Linked DNA regions of Mus musculus: regions 1 and 2 are each linked to region 3. Evidence: chromatin contacts called from public HiCAR-type and promoter capture Hi-C data. All regions are on one chromosome and are shown on one strand. The core of a region is the stretch at or near the end of the contact, and the rest is flanking DNA. Distances in the headings are between cores, read along the strand shown.

Region 1 (3,282 bases), core at 771-3,270, 1.0 Mb after region 3:
AGTGCTCTTAACCACTGAACCATCTCACCAGCCCATGAACCAACATTTATAAACTAAACCAGAATGTAAAACTCCAATGTGCTCACCTCTGTCTCCATTGTTTCCTTTTGTGTCTTCAATGGAATCTAAACAGTCAATGAGGACTTCCCCGGGTCTTGTTTTCATCTGTCTAAAATAAGCATAAATGCGAGGTGTATAACTTCATCTGCTGTCCATCTCCTTAGAGAGGAGAGACAGAGACACAGGACAGCCAGTACTGTAAAGTATACAGCCCGGACTGCTCATGCACTTCTAGACCCTACGAGTCAGTGGTGCCTGAACAGACCAGGGCCACTTGAGAGTCAGCTAGGACCAGAAGCGGAGTCTTGGATAACTAAATGGAAAAGAGCAAAGGATGCATGACTGAAAAAGAGGAACAGAAGGGACATGGCTCTGAAGAAAGGGCACTGACTAGGGAGAGAAGTGTAACTATGGAGAAGAGTCAAAGAACCTGAGACTGCAGGATGATAAGTATAGGCCTTATCTGTGGACAGTGGTGGACAACCCCCAGAGGTTTCTAAGTAGAGGAAGGTCGTCGGGCGGTTACGGAGAGGATGGTTTTTAAAAGGGTTGTATGAGGTGTATCCTCAGGAGGGTAGTGAGTGGGTCAGCGAGTAAAGGTGGCTACCACCAAGTTTGATGACCTGAGTGTCTGTCATCCCTGGGACCCACACAGTCAGAGGAGAGAATCGACTTCTGCAAGTTAACTTCTTCTTCTTCTTCTTCTTCTTTTTTTTTTTTTTTTTGGTTTTTCGAGACAGGGTTTCTCTGTACAGTCCTGGCTGATCCTGGAACTCACTCTGTAGACCAGGCTGGCCTCGAACTCAGAAATCCACCTGCCTCTGCCTCCCGAGTGCTGGGATTAAAGGCGTGCACCACCACGCCCGGCTTTGCAAATTAACTTCTGACCTCCACTGTGAATGATGCGCACAGAAAGCACTCTATCTCCACAGGCTCGTTTGATCCTTTGAGTTAGCTGTGTGACGACTACTCTCCTGCACTAGAATGAGGAAGGGTGTGTGATAATCAACCCCTCTTATTTTCCTGTCTTGATTTTTGAGACAGATGTCTGTAAACTGAAAATGTTCATGAAAACAGGGTTCGTCTGGATTAAGACCCACGGCACTCCCTGAACTACAGGGAAAGCCATAGAAGGTGTGTAATGAGTTACTGTACTTTGTAATTTCACAAATACCTCCTCCCTCAACTTCCAAAAGGAACGAATACTATGTTAGGCATCCAGTTACTACAAAGACTGAGAAATGTACCAATATCTCATTTTTTCTATTTTAGGAGACAGTGCTCATGATAAAGCACCATTAGGAAGCAGCTGAGGCGCCGTGTAGTTATTGATCCAAGAACTTCAGCTTCTATGTTTTCCATCACGATCTCAGCGACCCCCTCCCTGATTTCTGGGCAGGAAGGGTTTTTAACCATCTCCTCTTTTAAGCATATTCCCCCACAAACAGGGCTTCTTTATAACAAGCTCTCAAAGATTTAGATAAGGACTAAATGAAATCTTAGCTCCGACACAAGCTTTGCGTGGTCGGGAGTTTTGGAGAATTCTCACTCCCACCGCCCTCATTTTACAGACACGCCAACCGTGCAGAGGCCCGTAGTGTGCAATGCTATTCCGGATTTTGTTCTAGAACCCTGCTTTCCGGAATCCCTGCCCTATGTCCCCTCCACCGCAGGACGCGGAGGGTCACAGCCTTGATGGGCGCACACTGAGATAGGCCGCTGGCCAGGGCAGGGCCGAAGACCGCAGGGGACCATAGTCACGGGGTCTCAGCGCATCCTGAGACTCACTGCGAGGACACGTCGAAGCGCACGTCGCGGTCCTCCCACAACACGTCCAGCACAGACATGGTGACCGAGGGAGCTCGCCGATGAAATCCACAGTGGCTGCTCGGCGGCGTCTTATGGGCGCCAAGGCAACGCGCCGGCTTTGTCACGACATCTACGGCGGGCGCCGGGGCCCAAGCTTCCACCAGGTAGTGTGCGCTCTTTTCCCAGCCCGTTTGCGTCATTTGGTCTTGTTGAGGCGGGTGGCTGGGAAGCTGCTTCACTTCTGAGTCACCTCTCTGTTCTCTGCGCAGAACTTTAGCCATTTCAGCTTTCCTGCTGTTTTCCTACACCATTTAGAAATCTTAACTTCATCAAATTACATTACTGGTTTGATGGGGCTCTGACCCTGCCCACCTCCCATACCCTGGTGGCCTGGATCTCTGGCTACATTCCAGCCCGAGGCTCAGAACCTGTTAGAGGTCCTACTACATCTGGTCAGAACCATTGCTTCCCTAGATTCGTATAGTGCCAGCCCTTGCGTCCTATTTCACAAATCAGCTCTGGGGTCCCTCTATTGTGAGCAAACAAAACGTAGACACCTGATTCTTAAAGTTCACCGCATTGATCAATGTGCAGCACAGAGTACAAGATAAACTATGTCTCTGTCTCTCCTCCCTCTCCCCCTTCTCCCCTTCCCCCTCCCCCTTTCCTTTCTTCCTTTCTTCCTTTCTTCCTTCCTTCCTTCCTTCCTTCCTTCCTTCCTTCCTTTCTTTCTTTCTTTTTCTTTCTTTTTTTTTTTTTTGACATGGTCTCCCTTTGTGGCCCAGACTGGCCTCGAAATGTAACAGCTTCAGTTTCCCTAATACTGGGATTATAAACATACTTTATATATTTTTAAACGAATCAAATGGCTTTCTTTTACTATATGAAAATTATCAATAAACAAGTAACACGTTAAATAAATTACTGCTTCACAAAGAGTGATCTGGGGTCTCCTGGGCATACTCAGGAGCCTCTCATGGTTCCATAAGCAGAGTGACGTGAAAACACTTGCCTTTTAAACTCTAGCTGGGTCACGGGTTCACATTATGTATAACTGAGTATGTAAGCACACAGAACACTTCATTTGCTGTTTGTATTCTCCAAGACAGGGTTTCACTTGTGGGCCAAACTGGCCTGAAACTTACGATGTAGCGGCTTTGAACTCCCATCAACCCTCCCACCTCAGCTCCAGAATGCTGGGATTAGAGCCTCTCTACCCAGCTACTTGTTTAATGCACTATGGTGTTTTGGTTTTAGGATTTATTATATTATTCAAATCCTGTTAACGTTCATCTTCCTGCTCAGCCTCCTGAGTACTAGGATTGCAGTGTGAACCACCATGCTCACCTTTAAAAAAAGGTGACATGGGATTTGGTATGCTGCTGGAAGTAATGGCACACATCTTTTTTTTTT
Region 2 (3,251 bases), core at 298-2,797, 1.3 Mb before region 3:
CCACTCCGCTCACACCGCCGCTGCCCCATGACTTCGCCCTAAGTATTCACTGACGAAAGGATCTCCAATGGATTACTGACTGTTTGCTATGCAGCTCTGCAAAGAGAAGTATGTTGCTTACTACCCAAAATTATCACTCACGGGAAGCACTATTTATAGGTTAAGTGCAAGCGCCTGATTATCTCTTGTTTTATAATTCACTTTTCCTAAAGTATTAAATTTAGATTACTGATCACATTAGCAAGCTCTTGGCTTAAATGTGCCTTTAATTCCTCCACAGAATTCTGTATGACTTAACCATCTCTTCAATTGTCTTACTGTTTACTGCATATAATTTCTCTAATATTAGAACATACCATTTTAGTCAGAAATGGGGCAATGCCTGCCAAAAATATTCTTGCTACTGTGTAGTAACTAAAAATCGAGAATGTTTATCACATTAAGTTATTCAAATGAGTTCATTTAGCTCTTTTCAGTTAGTTAATATCTTTCCATCAAAGGCCTACAATAGTGGAACAGGCACAGCCGGCCACTCTTCAGATCCTCAAGTTTGATCCGGTCACAAATCTGTTCATTGAAAAATTTTCAATATGGCAGAGCACAAAATAATTCCCACAAATGCAATTCGGATATCATGCAGATTGCTGAAGGATGTGAATCACTGGCCTTTGGCACCAAACTCTGGGACTCAGAGGCTGGTCACGCTGCAAGGCGTTTGCTTGTTTCTTTCAAAGTTCAGATGCATCACCTTTCTCCTTAGGGTAATAAACTATAATTGCTAACATACTGTGTAATGTTTACTGTTAAATTTGCAATCTGGACAAACAGAAAATTCCACCGACAGAGCCTAGAAACAACTGCAGTGTGTTGTCACCCACGGCACCTTCATCAGAGGCTGGCGAGAGCCAGCACTCTCTGCGGTTTAAATTTCTCTTTAGAGTGAGGGTCTTTTCTGCAGAAGATTAAGACGCCTCCGGTGACCTTCCTAACACAGACCTTGAGAGAGCGCCCGCGGGAAGAGGGCTGTGGATTTCAGCAAGGGACTTGACAGCTCCACTGAGTCCCTAACACTTGGTTTTCCGGAAACAAAAAAGGTGACTGCACCTGCATGAATACCCCCCTTCTCCCCGCCCCTCCTGGAAACTTAAATGACATTCTCCCTGAGGGTCTGGACAGCCTGAAGCTCGCATGTATGTACCCTCCCTGGTCTTAGTGCCCATTGGAAACCACCCACCCACCCACCCATGAATGGAGCGTGGAGTCGCAGCGGGGCGGAAGGGGACCAGGGCAGGCTGGCACCTTGTCCCCCACGGCGCCGCATTCTGTTCCCGGCACGTGGAATGCTCTCCCGCAGGTGGCACCCCACGAGTGGACCCCCGCGACCCAGATCCCGCACCCCACCCCACGTACCTTTTATCCAGGCAGGCGATCCACTCGGCCGAGGACTGAGAGTGTGCAGCGTGCGCAGCGACCATGTTGGGCAGCAGCGCGCGGTGGCCCCGGGCCGCGGCCACCTCCCGCGCGCCTCCCGGCGGGCTCCCGCGGCCTGCGGGGCGGGGACCGAGGGGCGGGCCAGGCGCGAGGCCCGCGCTGCACTGCGGCGCCCGCGTGGGAGCCCAGCCGCCCCGCCCGCCCGCCAGGAGCGGCGACCCCACGACACCTGCGGCAGGTGCCCCGCTCCGCCAGGCCCGCGTCTACCCTCACCTCGGGGGAGGGAAGAAGGGGGAGTTCTGCTGCGATGCCACCCGGTTGCGCGTGGGGAGGGGATGTCAGACTCTATATATTTTTCGTACAGCAAATGCCACTAAAATGGCTGCTGCCTCTCCGTTTCCTTAGAAACCCATTAGTCCTCCTCGGTGGCTGTCAAAACTTGCTAGCTGATCCCAGCTCACCTTTACAGTCTGCTGTTTAAATTGGGATGAGAGAGGGCAGGGCTGGGAAGGCTTGCGATGAGGTGGGGGTGGGGGACATCATGGTCTCTTGATGTGGACCCCAAAGGATAAATGATTCGGAAGGTTGAGGGGCGTTGGGGGCTGGGAAAAACAGAGACAGTCTGAAGCAAAGGACCCAGGAGACCAGAGGATTAAAAGGGGGTGCAAACTGAAGTCACTGGCCTTGAACCTCAGACTTACTTGGACTCCATGTCCCAACCACGACAAAAAGAAGCAATTAAGAATGGGATATCCCTGAGACCCATGCAGAACTAAGGTTTCAGGCCTGGAAGCCAAGTTCCTGGGCACTCCATGAACTTGGGTGGTTAGCCTCTACTCTCCCACAGCCTTCCTCTTCCCAGGTTCAGTGCGGAGGGTGGCCACAGCTGCCTGTCTTCCTGTAGGTGTTCACTGTAAGTGTTATGCCTAGAAGTCGTTCAGTTATACCCTGCCAAAAAATAAAAAAATAAAAAGAAATAAATTTACATGGACCGTTGTTCAGGAATTTGGGGACAAGTTAAATCTGTTGGACTCCTATCAAGCGCTGTTTCGATATTTGTGACATACACTTAGGAATAGGCATGGGTGGAACGGAACAGGGCTTTATCCTCGATCATTTGCTACTGTCCCTACACACACCGCCCATTTAGGGCCGATGCAGGGAGACTGGGGAGCAGGAAACAGCCTGTGCCTTCTGGGATGCTTTGATTCTCTTACAACAACCTTGACCTTAAATCTCTCCAGAAAAATTTTCCATTTCCCCATGTTCAATAGACAGGATCTGGTTTCAGACCCACAACCAAGTGTTTTCAGCAGAAACTCCCTGTTCTGGGCTTGTCCCTCAGCTGAGTTTCATTCCGTTAATCTCTATTATTTACCATAAATATCTCTTAACATATTATACCACATAAAGACTTCCAAAGGTGTCATCTTATATGGTGTGAAGGAGACATGTCTTCTAAATATTTTTTGTTTATAAAGGTATCTGAGCTATTGGGACATTTCAAGGTTACTGAACGCTTGCTCCAAATGCCTCAGAGAATACTTAGAGGTGAGGAGCCAGAGGAATAAAAGACAATATATCACCTGTCATCATTCTCATTTAGTCTGGGGGTCAGTCTGAGAGGCAGGGACAGAGGGACGAGAAGACTCCACAAGGGACACTAAAGAAAAATGGAACAAAATAGTGCAAATTCTATTTTGAGGGAGACTATTAACTAGCAAAGGAGGACACTTAGGGGCTGCTTGTCATGGATAAGGTCTCCAAAAGTCCTCCACATATGCAAAGCATTTTAAGATCTGTCTCATAAAGTGCAAGGC
Region 3 (3,169 bases), core at 53-2,552:
ATCTGCAAGTAACAGGATAATACACCTCACATGAGTCAACTCAGAATCAGACCAGATGAAAAAGCATCGCCATTAATTTTCCTACGAACCCGGGATGAAGCAGTTCTTTCTCCTGTGTTTCCTATTAGTGTGGGATTTAGGAGTTTGGTTAGCTGAAGGAAATAGGAAAGTAATATGGCATATGAAGAAACACCCTGGAAAAACAAGGGCTTCAAAAGTCTCTTTTGAGTGGAATGGAGAGACAACCACAATCCCGACAACCAGGTGACCAATCACAGTCCTATCGTTCAGGTATCTGGGCTATTTTAAAACGTTATCTCATTCAGAACATGCGACCCAGGGCAGAAAATGAAGGTAAGCAAGCACACTCTCAGAGAAGATTGTCCCTAAATGGCGATGCAGACTGAGGCCACTCTGTTCACAGCCCATGTTAGCACTCACACAGGTGTCACCACATTCCTGGTTCCACGAGGAAAGGACCGTTCACAGGCGGATGTGTCTTTGACCCCTGGTGTCTGGCGCTGCGTTTCCTCATCAAGCCTGGCTATTTTGGAAACTCTCCTCCGCGGACCTAAACCTCAATCTCCCCGACTATTTCATCTTAGAAAGAAGAACGGAAGTTCCTCTCCTCCAGGAAATGTTGGAGAGATCTGGAAGGGTCAGGAGCGACCCGGAACGGAAAAGTCCTATCAAAAATCAACTAAATTTAAGTCTGTCAAATCTAGCCCGAGGCCGTTCGTGCTCCTTTCCCTGTCCAGGTGGCCCTTGCAAGCATCCAGGGGTAGCCGAGATGAACCGACACCGGTCGTGACATCTCCGCTTAGCCTGTGGCTCCGTCACCCTCCCCGAGAACACAGGTACGGGTTCCGGCTCCTTCTGGAGGCGGCGCCCCTTGCTCTTCCTAACTCTGAAGCTCAGGCCAGTGCGCGGCGAGGCCGTGCGGAGGGCCAGGAGCCAGGGTGGTGGGTCCCGGGCCACGTCGCCGGCAGCCGCGCCCAGGGTGCTCCGCGGACTCGGGCCTGGCCGCCCCGGCGTCCCCCCGGGCCTTACCCGCAAAACGTGGTAGCCCTCGGTGCCGCCGCCCGGGATCTCGACGCTCTGCGAGGAGCCCATGGCGGCGGGCGATCCGTACGACCCGGCCGGCTCAGCGCTGCTCCGCCTCGCGCACCGCCCGCTTGGCGACTCCGCGTAGCTCTTGGGACGTGGCACTTGCAGCAGCCCGAGCCGGGCCGCACAGCCCGCCGGGAGATCGTCGCCCGGCAGCCACGGCCGCTGCCACGCCGCAGACAGCGCCCCCTGACGGGAGCCGGAGGGAACGATCGGAAGAGCGCAGCGGGCGGAGGCAGGGAGCGCGAGAAAGCGGAAAGACAGCCCGGAACGCGACGGCTCGCTACGGGGCCCCGGAGCAGACAAGACTTATCTCGGCGCGTTTCTACCTTCGCAGAAGGGTATTTGGTCGCAGCGCCTCCTGGTGACCAGAGGCCAGAGAGGAAGGGAGCAGATGCCGAGCACGCCTGGCGCTTGCTTTGTTTTAGGTCTTGTTTAATAAGATTGTATACCTGAGGATAGTTCACAGTGCCTTTCTGGGGTTGGAATATCAGGTATTCTCAGCTCACGTTTATAAAGAGCAGTGTTCCCTGAAATAAAAGCGGTTACTGTTTTGTTGTTTTTCTTCTCGTCCTGATAGAACACTACGGAGCTACGCAGGAGCGAGGGGCAGGGGTTGGATTTCCTTGGAATTTTGCCTGTTGCCCCACTGCACCCCTCTCAGTGTTCCCTGCCCCGTCTCCTCCCCATGCTATAGTTTGACTTTCAGTAATGGTGTCCCATCCAGGTGTTGACTGTCTTTGGTGTTTTGCAGTGTGAGCTATTATTAAGGGTTCTGAAGTATTCTAGTCCCAAATGGTTTTTCATAGTTAACCCAACACGCCACCAGTTAGATAGTCTAGTTTAAAGGATAGGTAGAGGAGCAAATGAGTGGTGCTCTAAAGAGCCAGGGGAATACAGTACGGGGACCTTTCTTCCCGACAGCTGACCAGTTCGCCATATGGAATCAGAATCATATGAAATTAAGAAGACTGGACTGAAAGAGATACCCATAGACAAAACTAAGAAATACCAGGAAGAGCTTGCATTGGGATCTGGAGTGAAGCCCAGAGGTTTCATAGTCCCTAGCCTGTGGAGGTGGAGGAACCTTGAAGGGATGGACCTTGTAGAAGGAAGTTGGAGTCTGTCCTTAAAGTAGGGAGTAGAACCCTGCCGCTTACTTTCTCTCTTTGCCTCACAGCTGCCCCGAGATGAACAGCTTTGCCAAAATAATGGAGCCAACAGCTATGGACTGAAACTACAAGCCAAACAAATCTTTCTTTCTCCTTTAAGTCGTTTTTTTGTCATTGACAAAAAGCTAACAGAAGGCCAATCTGAAAAAATTCCTAGGGCTGAAGAGGAAGGAGGCTTACGGGTTAAAAGTGTTGGCTGCTCAGTCATGTCAATGGGAATTCAGATCCCAGCACCGACAATAGACTGTCTATAATGCTTATAGCTTCAGCTCGAAGGGATCTAGCACCCTCTTCCAGCCTCAGTGTAGACACACACACACACACACACACACACACACACACACACAGAGAGAGAGAGAGAGAGAGAGAGAGAGAGAGAGAGAGAGAGAGAGCTGGGATCTTGCTGTGTTCTCCTGACTAGTCTTAAATCCCTGATTCCCAGTGACTCTCCTGCCTCAGCCTTCTGAGTAGCTGAGATATGCCACTGTGCCTGGCTTGTAAATGGCATTTTTGGTGCAATTGGAGAAACTTGAATATGGTTGCTAGAATATTAGATTTAGGAGAAGACTATTTCTTTTAATGAAAAGGAAGATAATTACTGAGGTAGGGAGCTAGTTAGAAGACAGACTGAGCCTATAGGCATATAAAATGATTTTTTAAAAATAAAGTATACATTAGTGCATTCCTCCACATAGGACTGTCTGGGATGATAAGAGAAGGGGCTATACTATGGACTTCTGAGTGGTAACTATGTATTTATCTTGGGTTCTTATGTATTCTATACTGCTCAAGGACCTGCCTTTTTATAACAATTTTTGTTTAAAAATTGAAAATAAATTACCACGTCTCTCTTTGCTGCTAATAAGCCAATTATAGTATCTTTCAAAGAC

What was found. Promoter capture Hi-C pulls out the DNA fragments that hold promoters and counts their contacts. HiCAR-type assays count read pairs that join an accessible place to other places.
Region 1: a HiCAR-type map of astrocytes shows a contact between it and region 3, with 2.3 times the contacts expected there. The contact joins the promoter of Bbs5 here to the promoter of Gorasp2 in region 3. A contact is called at or near these places in 1 of 39 promoter capture datasets (the 3T3-L1 cell line), 1 of 15 datasets of contacts at CTCF or cohesin (embryonic stem cells), 3 of 484 Hi-C or Micro-C datasets (B cells and cortical neurons), 3 of 115 datasets of contacts at active chromatin or transcription factors (astrocytes, embryonic forebrain and stem cell-derived neural progenitor cells) and 1 of 9 other capture datasets (liver).
Region 2: a promoter capture Hi-C map of second pharyngeal arch cranial neural crest shows a contact between it and region 3. The contact joins the promoter of Rapgef4 here to the promoter of Gorasp2 in region 3. A contact is called at or near these places in 4 of 39 promoter capture datasets (the HPC-7 cell line, cranial neural crest, frontonasal cranial neural crest and 1 more).

The regions. Positions count from the first base shown.
Region 1 is chr2:69,645,909-69,649,190 of GRCm38.p6, reverse strand. Bbs5 (Bardet-Biedl syndrome 5 (human)) reads right to left here and starts at 2,020. Exons shown (of 12, transcript NM_028284.3): 1 at 1,849-2,020; 2 at 87-169. The coding sequence starts at 1,907.
Region 2 is chr2:71,979,511-71,982,761 of GRCm38.p6, reverse strand. It overlaps Rapgef4 (Rap guanine nucleotide exchange factor (GEF) 4), which reads right to left and starts at 1,547. Exons shown (of 31, transcript NM_001204165.1): 1 at 1,411-1,547. The coding sequence starts at 1,475.
Region 3 is chr2:70,659,642-70,662,810 of GRCm38.p6, reverse strand. It overlaps Gorasp2 (golgi reassembly stacking protein 2), which reads right to left and starts at 1,302. Exons shown (of 10, transcript NM_027352.4): 1 at 1,051-1,302. The coding sequence starts at 1,113.